Regions from separate parts of the Rattus norvegicus genome. Here region 1 is linked to region 2. The links are chromatin contacts, called in public Hi-C maps. All regions are on one chromosome and are shown on one strand. Each heading gives the region's core, a stretch centred on a gene start, on an enhancer-like site or on the middle of the called end of the contact. The rest is flanking DNA. Distances are from core to core; before and after follow the strand shown. Region 1 overlaps Sardh (sarcosine dehydrogenase). Region 2 overlaps Mymk (myomaker, myoblast fusion factor).

Evidence for each region. A called contact is a pair of places that touch in the nucleus more often than the background predicts.
Region 1: a contact with region 2 is called in a Hi-C map of liver, with 2.8 times the contacts expected there. The contact joins two enhancer-like sites. A contact is called at or near these places in 2 of 12 Hi-C or Micro-C datasets (kidney and liver).

The regions. Positions count from the first base shown.
Region 1 is chr3:30,955,948-30,960,709 of GRCr8, forward strand. It overlaps Sardh (sarcosine dehydrogenase), which reads right to left. Exons shown (of 21, transcript NM_053664.3): 7 at 3,100-3,204; 8 at 1,919-2,048. Among named protein-coding and RNA genes, the nearest start is that of Sardh, 13 kb to the right of the region's middle. Within about 2 kb of position 2,549, at least 2 of the 93 cell types and tissues checked have an H3K27ac peak or open chromatin away from gene starts, as enhancers often do. A contact at or near this core is called in liver, where this site is marked.
Region 2 is chr3:30,784,339-30,789,704 of GRCr8, forward strand. It overlaps Mymk (myomaker, myoblast fusion factor), which reads right to left. Exons shown (of 5, transcript NM_001399315.1): 4 at 3,179-3,295; 5 at 2,105-2,811. The coding sequence ends at 2,662. Among named protein-coding and RNA genes, the nearest start is that of Mymk, 8.4 kb to the right of the region's middle. Within about 2 kb of position 2,318, at least 3 of the 93 cell types and tissues checked have an H3K27ac peak or open chromatin away from gene starts, as enhancers often do. A contact at or near this core is called in liver, where this site is marked.

The sequences.
Region 1 (4,762 bases), core at 1,299-3,798, 170 kb after region 2:
GGTAGACCTTTAGTCAGAGGGGCGGGTGTGGAGTACAGGCTCCCTTAGATTTTTAATGTGGGCAAGTCGGAGAAACTTAAGGATCCTGGAACACCCAACAGCGTGGTAGAAATACGTTTACCACTTTGGCTCTGAATTCTCAGCCTAAGCCAGTGAACTCCATCTGCCCCAAACCTCCCCAAAGTCTAGGACTAGGACATCTCCGATTTCTGGAGGCCCAAGCCTCTGAGCTGTCTGGCAAGGAGAAAAGCAATCCCACCCCCATCCCTAAACCTACCCCACTTCTAAGAGACCAGACCCAAGTTGTCTTTGCAAGCATACTTCCCCAAAATAGGGCCCCATGGGGGAGTGACAGTTTCCAGGCTAATTAGACAAAGAGAGCCGCTGGGGACATTCATGCCCCCTGGGATTCTTCCTGTGTTTCTCACCATCGGTCCCACTCTGGCTGAGCAGGGACATGAGTCACAGCCAGTCACAGCCCTCGCCCACATCCCAGATAAGGCGTGCTCTCAGCCTGCTCATGGGGGCTAGCTGCCGGCTCCATCTGGCCTTCCCAGGGCTGCACCCGGTGCTACAAACTGAGCTGGCTGCTCTGTAGTCACCAAGGACTCCCAGACAGTGAGGGCTGGACTCCCCAGAAGGCCACAGCACCCTCCATCTGGGACCCTTCATTTCTCCTGAGATGGCCTGGCCACTTTGCCCCCATGGAAGTCCCTTGGCCTCCAGGTTCCCCTTTCATCCATAAGCCTTTGCTACCAGCTTGGCTCCAGCCTGTGACTTCTTAGCCCTATGCTACCTCTGTTGAGCAGTGTTCTGTCCCTACCTCCCAGGTTCCCACACCTGGATAGCTCAGCCTATCAAGCTGAAGACAGTTTCCTTTTGGGCTATCCTGTATCTCTCTGAGTTTGACTTTCAAGTCCGCCCTATGGTAAGGAGGAAACACACTGCTGAGATTCTGCTGAGACTACTTCTACCCAGCCACGTGTAAGTTCCACCTCAGCCCAGTGCTGACTGGCTCTGTGATGGCTGACACTGATCTAGAATTACCCAGGAGGCTAGCCGCTCAACTGAGTGGAATTAGGTTAGCTTCGAGGCATGCCCGTGAGAGAGTGGGGAAGACTCCTCTGCCAGGCTGAGAACCCTTTCCCAAGAAAAGAATTGACTCTGGTAAGAAAGAGTTCACACCCTTAGGTGTGCAGGGCTGCAGGGCCGCACCACACTTATCCCAGGGTTGGCTGCCTGAGTCTCACACTGTATGCATCAGACTACAGGGTGAGCATGGACAACTTTCCAGATTACCTCCTTTCTAGGATCTTCTCTCTGGGGTGGAGCCTGGGGTGCCCTATGAACAGCAGCTACTCTGTTGATAACCTAAAGAGAAAGGGTCTGGGAGCTAAACTCATCCTTCTTCTCAGCCTCCTGGAGACCAGAGAGGAGACAGGGGCTTGGGAACTCCTGGCCAGAAATCTCTCCACGCCCAGCCCAACTCTAACCCTACAGAGTTCTGGCTACCCAAGAACAGTGGTTGGGACCCTGGTTGGGGAAGTGAGGACTGGGGTGGGGTGCAGAGCTCGGGGTTCCACCCGGTGATCACTGCACTAGAGACAGAGTTAGTCTTCCTGTCTTTTCTCTGCCTCACATGGTGCTAGGACAGGATCCTACGTTCCCATTTTACAGACAAGAACCCCATGTTCGGGGGACGAATGGGGTCTAGAGTCTCATTGTGGAGGTCAGAGAGTCATGGGCTTCATGCCACGGATATATTGCTGTCCTTGCTTGTCAGGTTTTCTTCTAGAGAGGAAAATTAAGAGCCACCTAGCTAAGCCCATGTAACATGAGACAGGTCCCTCTCAGGAAGGTGCTGGCATCCAGACTGACTGAAGGACGCCTCTGCTCTGGGCTCAGCTTCCCCACTCACCAGGGCCACAGACAGTGGACTTGATCCCCGTTTTCTCCAACACGGGGACACGGTTAATGGCACCTTCAATGTGCTGAGTGAACACATCCCAGTCCAGGTCAAAGAGGCCAAAGGCAAATTTGTCTGACACCTACAAAGGAAGCACAGAGAATCTGTCAATCAGCCCGGAGAAAAGCACTGATCCAGTCCAGGCCCACCTACGGCACAGCTCCAGCCCCTAGTCAGGTAAGGAACCAGGTCAGACGAGACAGAGGATGGGATTTACCTGTGGGCTCTCAATCCACCCACTCCCCCTCCTTCCTGGTTTCACCCCACCTAGTTTTCCTGGACTGTTTCTGTAGTTTCCAACTGGGCTCCAGCTTCCTGCCTCTAACCCATTCTCTCAAACCATACAGTGACCCACCCTTCTCTGGAGCATCTAATGGCTCCCAGTTACCTACCACAACTGCTCAAAACCCTCCATGTTCCCGCCTTCCTAACCACTCCCCTGTCCTCGGCCTTCTGACAACCTTTCTGATTTTTAGAAAGCAAGCACAGCCAGTCATGGTACCACACACCTTTAATCCAAGCACTCAGGAGGTACCGGGAGTTCAAGGTCAGCCTGGTCAATATAGTGAGTGCCGGGATAGTTAGAGTTACACAGAGAGACCTTGCCAAGGTAGGTGAGGGTGACTTATCTCGGGACAAGCTGGAGCTGCTCCTAGACCACCACAACCTTGGCAACTGGCCATCTAGCCAACCTGTGCCTTTAACCTGACCTCTCTGACAATCCACAGCCTACTAACTACACTTGGGGTGCAGTCTCCACCACATTGCACTACTCAACCCTGTGAACTTTTGTTTGACTCCCTACCTCTGGGCGGCTAGTCCCCCCCGCCCCGCCTAGAATCGCCCTCTAGTCATTCTGTTTGTGGACATCTGGATAGGACAGCCATGTTGTCCCCTAAATTGTCCTCCAGCCCTGAGGCTCCACTGTGGCCTTGGAGAGGGGCAAGAGGGGCAGCAAGGGCTGGGTGGTTTCTAAGTTCTTCTAGAGTCCCAGCTTTGCCTCATGCTGAGGTGGGCAGCAATTCCAACCTGGCTTCTGGTATACCTGAGCGCCAGCTCTCAGAAGCTCTCAAGTTGGGTGGGGCCAAGGCAGCTCTGTCTTTCCACCGTGGGACTCTTGGGGGTGGTCTTACCTCATCCCAAAAGATGGGGTTGGCCTCATAGCCACCCACAGACAAGGCATCCCCCTGCAGGCGGAGGTAGACAGAAGCATCATGATCCCGGACATTGGGCATGTTCTGGAAGGCAAAGCAGAGAGGCCACAGGCTTCAAGCAGCCCTGTTGCACTGGCCCCCATGCCCTGGGGCAGGCCCAGCTCTGGGTGGACCTGTGGACCTTCTCCTGCACTGGAGATGAGTAGGGAAGGAGACAGGCAGAGACAGACAGGAGCTCCTCAAAGAGGCCCTGTTCGTTTGTGAGGAGTAATCAAAGTGTCCGAGTTAAGGACTGATTTCAGAAGCACAGTCATATTTTCAGTAACTAGATAATAACAGTCAGCCCTGCCAGGACCATCACCCGCAGCAGCAACACTCCAAAGAGAAAGGAATCCCAGAGCAAAATAGCACAGGATTGTGGAGACCCCTGGCGGCCAGGGAAGCCCATGCCTCCAGCCCAGCAGGATGGTACCCTGGCCCTCGGAACTGCCTCTCCCAGGCCCCAGCAAGGGCTAGGCTCAACACACACATGTGCACGTGCACATGCACATGTGCGCATGCACGCTCGCACGCACACACACACTCATACACATACACACACTCATACATACCATACACACTCAAACACATACACACACACTCACACACAGACACACACACACAGACACACACACACTCACACACACAAAAACATACAAACACACACACACACACAAATAAAAATAAGTAAATAAATTTTAAAATGTGATGAAAATGTTAATAAAGGAAAGGGAGCCCCGGGCTTAGATCTGTGACTGCACTCAGTAGGTTGAATGAGAAGATGTGACTTCTAATCCCCAGTCCCTCTCAGGCCTGTGCTTGGCATCTGCACAGGGTAAGCATCTCCTGCAGAAGCAGGTAGAAGGAGGATAAAAATGTAAGACGGAGAGAACCATACCCTGAACAGGCCGTCCCTTGGCCACAAGGAGGTCAGGGCAGAGCTGGCTGGGACCAGGGCAGCTTCTCAAAGCTGGGAGATCTCTTAGCTACCATAGAAGATGGGCGCCCAAGCCTTGATTGAGCCCTTGCCTATACCCAGCACCTGATGCTATGGGAAGACAGTCTCCTGCAGACCATGACTGCCGCATCCGGGGAGCTTCCTCAGCTGAAACGGGCAAGAGGACACACGATACAAACCCCAGAGCACGTCCTAGCCTTAGGACTCTCCTCAGCACAGAGTGGGACCACAGCAGTGGAAGCAAGACCGAGGCTTGGCTCTGCCTCCTGCCTAGCTAGCCCCAGCACTAGGTGGGGCTAACCTCATAGAGCCTTCTCTATGGGGGGATGGGGCCTGAGAACTCTCTCATCACACCAGACTGTAACCTGCAATGTTGAAGCACTGGGAATGGTGGCCCCCGTCCATGTACATATCTACAGGCACTCGGGGACCTTGTGGCATGGCTCTGACTTTGAGATTCAAGGGAGGGAGATAGCCAGCTGCAGGGGAGCATTTGAAGAAGCTAGCTAGGAGTGAGGTGTGGTGCCCCTCGGTGGACATCCTGTGGAACCCAAGACACATCCACTGCTTCCCCACTTACACCGCAGACTCTCCTGGAGCCCCTTCATGGTCAGAGAGTGACCCCTGGTGGCCACCTGAGGAGTG
Region 2 (5,366 bases), core at 1,068-3,567:
AAATTCCAAGGACATGGAGACCCTGGGATGGACAGCACCAGGGTTCAGAGTCATTGGCTTCTTGCTAAATTTAAAGTCTCGGTGGCCACTGGAGAGCATGGTGGCTCATCTCTTCCAGCCTTCCCTTCCTGACCGTGGCTGGCATCCTAAGAAGTTGGTGTAGACCTTGGAGGAAGCCATTGCTAGGTCTTCATCGTCTGTCTTGTGTCACTAGCATTCCTGGTCCTCAGTGTCCTCATCTGCAAACTGGACTCAGGACTGTGCCCAGGGCCCCTGAACAGCAGCCGAGGGGAGGCTAAGGCTACATCTGGAGCCCTAGAGCCAGGCACATGCTGCGGTGGCTAGACTAAGAGCCGGAGTGTACCTCCTAATCTTCTGTGACTTACGGACTTGGCCGGGTGCCCAGAAGGCTCTCATAAACCAGCAGCACCACCAGGGAGAGCCTGTGAGTGTGGCCCTTAGGCCGGCCACCCGTGGCCCCTCCCCACTCAAGGGCATCTTGCTGCCTCCAGTTTGCCAAGAGCGGCTGCAGAGCTGGAGGCAGGGTTGCTTGCTGGGATCGGGGGTGGGACAGAGAAGGGATGGACTGGGGACACTCTGCAGACATCTGCTTCCGGAGGGGCCCCGGACCTGGCTTGTCTCCTCTCACTTGGGATGCCCAGCTCTGACTTGGCAGTCTGTCCTCTGGAAGGCTGAGCTCCAGGATGCCCTGTGTCTTCCTGGTTGGTGCTTGGGCCCATGAGATATGTGTTTAAAGTATGTGTGTGTGTGTTGCCTGTGGGTATGTGGGGCCTGTGTGACGGGTGCCTGTGCTTGACTGGAGGCCAGACGAGGGCCGAGCAGTAAGGAGGAAGAGGCCTCCATATCTCAGAGCCTTGACTCCACTCTGTCCCTTTGCTCCCCCTTCTGGGGTTCTGTCTGTGGTCTGTTTGTTTTACTTTATTTTAGCTGTTTTAGACTCACTCATTTTTTAAGTTTTGCGTGTGGGCGTTTGTTTCCAAGTGCGCACGTGTTCCACATGTGTGCCTGGCTTGGAGGCCAGAAGAGAGATCTGATCAGATCCTCTAGAACCGGAGTTACAGATGGTTGTGAGCCACCACACGGGTGCTAGGAACTGAATCTGGATCCTCTGTAAGGGCAGCAGTAGCCATAACCACTGAGCAGTCTCTCCAGCCCTCTGCTCCTTTCCTGAGGAGTCCCAGAGCCCAGACTATGTGACCTTGTCTTTCTTACCTGATAAGGGAGGCCTAGTCCCCAGGAGCCAGGTTTGAACACTCTGAGGTGCTCTGTGATAACATGGGATGCTCTATCATTAAAAAAGGCTCTGGGGCCAGGGATGGGATGAGGCTCATGGGTAAGCTCTGTCTACCACCAGGGCCTGGAGTGATGGAGGCCTGGAAAGGGTGGGTAGAGATGCCCGAGATACAGAGAGTTGTGGGTGGTCACTATGGAGGTAGGCATCCAGGAGGCTTGGCTGGGGGGGTCAGCTGGGAAGAGAGGAACACTCAAGGCAAGCGGCAGAGCTGGCTTCCTGAAGAGGGACAGGAGGTGACTCGTGAAAGATTGCCAGCTGCCTACTGGGTGGGGACTGCATGTGGGTAGCTGCTCTGGAGGTTACACCATCTGGAAACATCAATAAGTCCCAGACAGGTGTAGGTAACTTCCTGCTGACAGCTGGGCCTTGGGTCACTGGGAAAGGGGATGCTGGGGGTGTTGGGGAGATTTAGACTTGTGAGGTGATGTCTGAGAGCTGCTCTGTGGCTGCCGTGTCCTGCCATGCCCTGACCCCCAGGCTGTCATAGACAGGACTGCCCACAGCCTAGCACCGTCCCAGTAATGCCTGGCTCAGGGGTGTTGACTGCACCCACTTTTCCTTCAGGGCCTCAGAGGAAGCTTCAGGACAGTGTAGAGTAAGCCAGCAGTATACCCTGTTTGCAGCCCAGGTACCTGGGCCAGCAGCAGACTCAGCTCTGTGTCTACCAGCCCCTGGCCTTAGGCCAGCTGCTTACTCTGAGCACAGGCACTCCTCCAAGACTAGAGCTGTCACACTCGGCACGCAGACTCGTTCCAGGAACTAGGATGTATGTCGGGTGAAGCTAACGACTAGTGACTGATCAAGAGTTTACTGTGAGTGGCTCGACCGAAAAACTGCTGAAGGGATGGGACTCAGGCAGGGGCACCAAGCCTGGGTCCAGACTGGAACTGGGCTCACTGGGTCCAGCTCCCGAAACTGGGAGCTTTCAGGGCCTGGGCAGGGGTAGAAAGGGCAATCCCAGTTTCCTAGGAAAGGCAGACAATCCTGGCAGGCAGGGCCTGGGAAATAGATAACCCGTATGCTGCTGTTGTGTACACTGCTGGGTTGTGACTTGGGGCCAATACTGACTGGCCTAGGGCTCTGCAAGGCACACCTATGGTTATGCAGCCTTGGGGGATAAAGTTCTCTCTCTTTTTTTTCCTGAATAGAGTGAAGCAACTGGTGAACACAGAATTCGTGGGTCCCTAAGCAGCACTTCGCCGACTGCAGCAGCCCTGCTGGTCTCTCGGGGTGCAGAGGAGGCCATTCCTCATGGACATTCCACTGGGAAAGTGTAGGAAGTATCCCGGGAGAGACAGCAGGGCTGCCAGACAGGAAGGCAGGGGCCTGGAGCAGGGGGGCTACTGTCAGACACAAGTGCAGCAGAGAGTGGAGAAGGTCAGCTTGGCGGGGTCCCCTGCGTTCCCAGCCTTCTTGTTGACCTTGGGCAGCAGCAGGACGAAGGACATGGCCAGGGCGCAGTGGTAGAAGCTGTGAACGTAGGTGTAATCCCATTCCTGTGGAGGAGAACGAGTCAGTCAGGGCCTCTACCCCTTCCCTAAACTCAGCCATCTGGTGCCTCTGCCAGTCGTCCCACCCCGAGAATACAGCAGAACGGCTTGCTGCTCTCCTCTGTTCCCTGTCCCCTGGTGCTGGGAACAAGCTCCTGGTTACTTCTGCACACGCATGCATCTTGGGTGAAGGCTTCCTAAAGTCTGCAGGGCCTGACTTGTCCACACAGGCTATGATGCTGGAACACTGGGGATGGTGAGTACCATCTTCAACAGCACAGAATCTACAACTTGGGGCCTCCACGTGAAGACAGCCTGCTCTCCTCCCTGCTAAACCCAGAAGGCTTGTTCCCCTCCCCCACAGGCCAGGTACCTCAAAGAAGAAGCGAAGCATCAGGGCCAGGGCCCCAAAGCAGAGGCCGGGACCTATCTGCTGGGTGTAGATGCTCTTGTCAGGGTACAGACCCTTCTTCTCTTTCATCTTCTTCAGCTGCAGGCACAAGGTGGGAACATCAAGGTTCTTGGGGAGCAGTACAGGAAAGGATCCCTCCATGGGTTGTCTGGGCACGATCCCACTGCTGTCTTCTACCACCCCCATCCCTCTGTATGACTGAGTGATAGGCCTTGGAATCTCTGGGCCAATTTTCCCTGGCCCCACCACTGCCCTTGTGAGGTGGTCGTTGACACTTCAGTGGCAAATATGAGCAGCTTTACCAGCTGAGGGGTCTCCTTCCACTAACCGTGGCTTTGCAGGCCCCGAGGCCTTACGTGAGGGTCCGGTGTGTGCTCGAGCTTGGTAAGGTGAGGTGTTACATGGGAAAGATGGGTTGCCCTGTGGGTTCCTCACTGGAACGCACACCCTTGGGGCCCAAAGGTATTTTAGACTCAGAATTGTCCAGGTGAAAGCGGGGAAGGTCGTTATTAATACAGCTCAGGTGCGCACAGTGGGCACAGGACAGCGGCCCTGACTGCACACCTCACTAAATGCATTGCAAACACAAAGGCCTTCAGTGACCTCATCGTGCAAACCAGGGCAACCTTTGCCACTCTGAGGGAAGGTAAGGTGCTGTCTTCAAGTGTTCTAAAACTTGCCATCACTTAACAGGAGTAGAGGTCCCAGGGAACTGTGTCGGTGCCATGGGTACAGCCAATTCGCCCGACTGTGGGCAGTGTGGCCGTCAATCTCACAGTTCTAACATTGGGGCCCCAGAGAGGGGAAGGAAAGTGAAGATCACTCATGGGGAACCCCTATTTTCCATTTCACTCAGCATCTTCTCCCCAACTAAGAAGTAAGTCGAAGCCACCGGCACATCTAAGGTCTAGGAGATGGGCTCTGTGCCCCAGGTGTGGGTGGCTGCGGCCTCTCACTCCCATTCTCACCAGAGACCTGGGAAGGTCGGCGTTTAGTGGGGGACACCGGCCCATGTATGCTATCCTGGCTAATTAAAACCCAGTCAGCAGGACGAGGAGGCAGCTCTCCAATGAAGCCTTTGTGTTTATGCATTCCAGCTTGTTAACGAACCGTTCGGAACCCCAACACCTCGGCCCCCAGGGTCAGACAGGGCCAGCTCCAGGCCCTCGAACTGGAGTGGGGTGGAAGCTTCTCCCCCTGCAAAGTCAAATGCAGCTGCCATTGCCTCCTGGGGCTCCAGGTTAGGCTGCGGGGCTCAGTGCACTTCAGGCCCATCCTTAGCCTAAGTCAGAATAAGCCTGTGCTCCTCAGAGACCACAGGAGTAGGACATGGCCTGGAAGCTTCCCGCCTGACTTTACCTGTCCCAACTTGGCTGAAGATGGACCGGAGGTCCCCCGTCCCCCAGCACCGCGTGTCCTGATCTGCCCTGCTATAGCTGTACTTCCGGGAAACTCTGCGATCCCAAGTGGTGTTTCCTGTGTAAGGTAGCAGAGGGTCTCGGGCTAGAGGCTGCTGTCTGCTTGGTCTGAAGCCTGCTGGCTTGGAAGGTCTGTGTTTTGGGCCTAACTGCTCCGGGTAGAGCTCAGGAAGCATCCCTAGGTCTATCCTGCTATTGGGAGCCTTGTTCGTGTTGGCCAGCCTACTTAGGTGGATTTTAGGCCTTGGAGGCATGAGGGCCTTGAGACCTTAGAGAGGTTAGGAGTCTATACAGCAGAGTAGATGTTTCCCCAGGCCCTCCTCCAGGGAAAGTCTTATTGAAAACCTGGCTTCACCCCACCTCAAACCTTCCTTCTTTGTGAGACTCATTTCCAAGGCTTGTTTACTGTCCAGATTAACCTAGCTGCTCTCCAAACTGGTATATCATACCTGCACGCAGTGTCGTCCCTCAGAATGATAATGGTGGTGATACTTATATTGATAAAAACATTGACAGTGACAGTCATGATGATGAAAGGTCTCCTCACTTCCGGGTACATTAGAAACCGCGTCTATGCCCGTGCTTAGAAGCATTCTGTGTGGGTATTTGGATGCAGAGCAGAGGTCAAGAGAAAAGGAGTTTTGCCTTTACTCAAGGCCAGTAATTATCAGTGAGCCAGCAGGGTGTGGGGCTCAAGCACAAGTCACCATTTTTAGGGAGTCTAGGGGTTT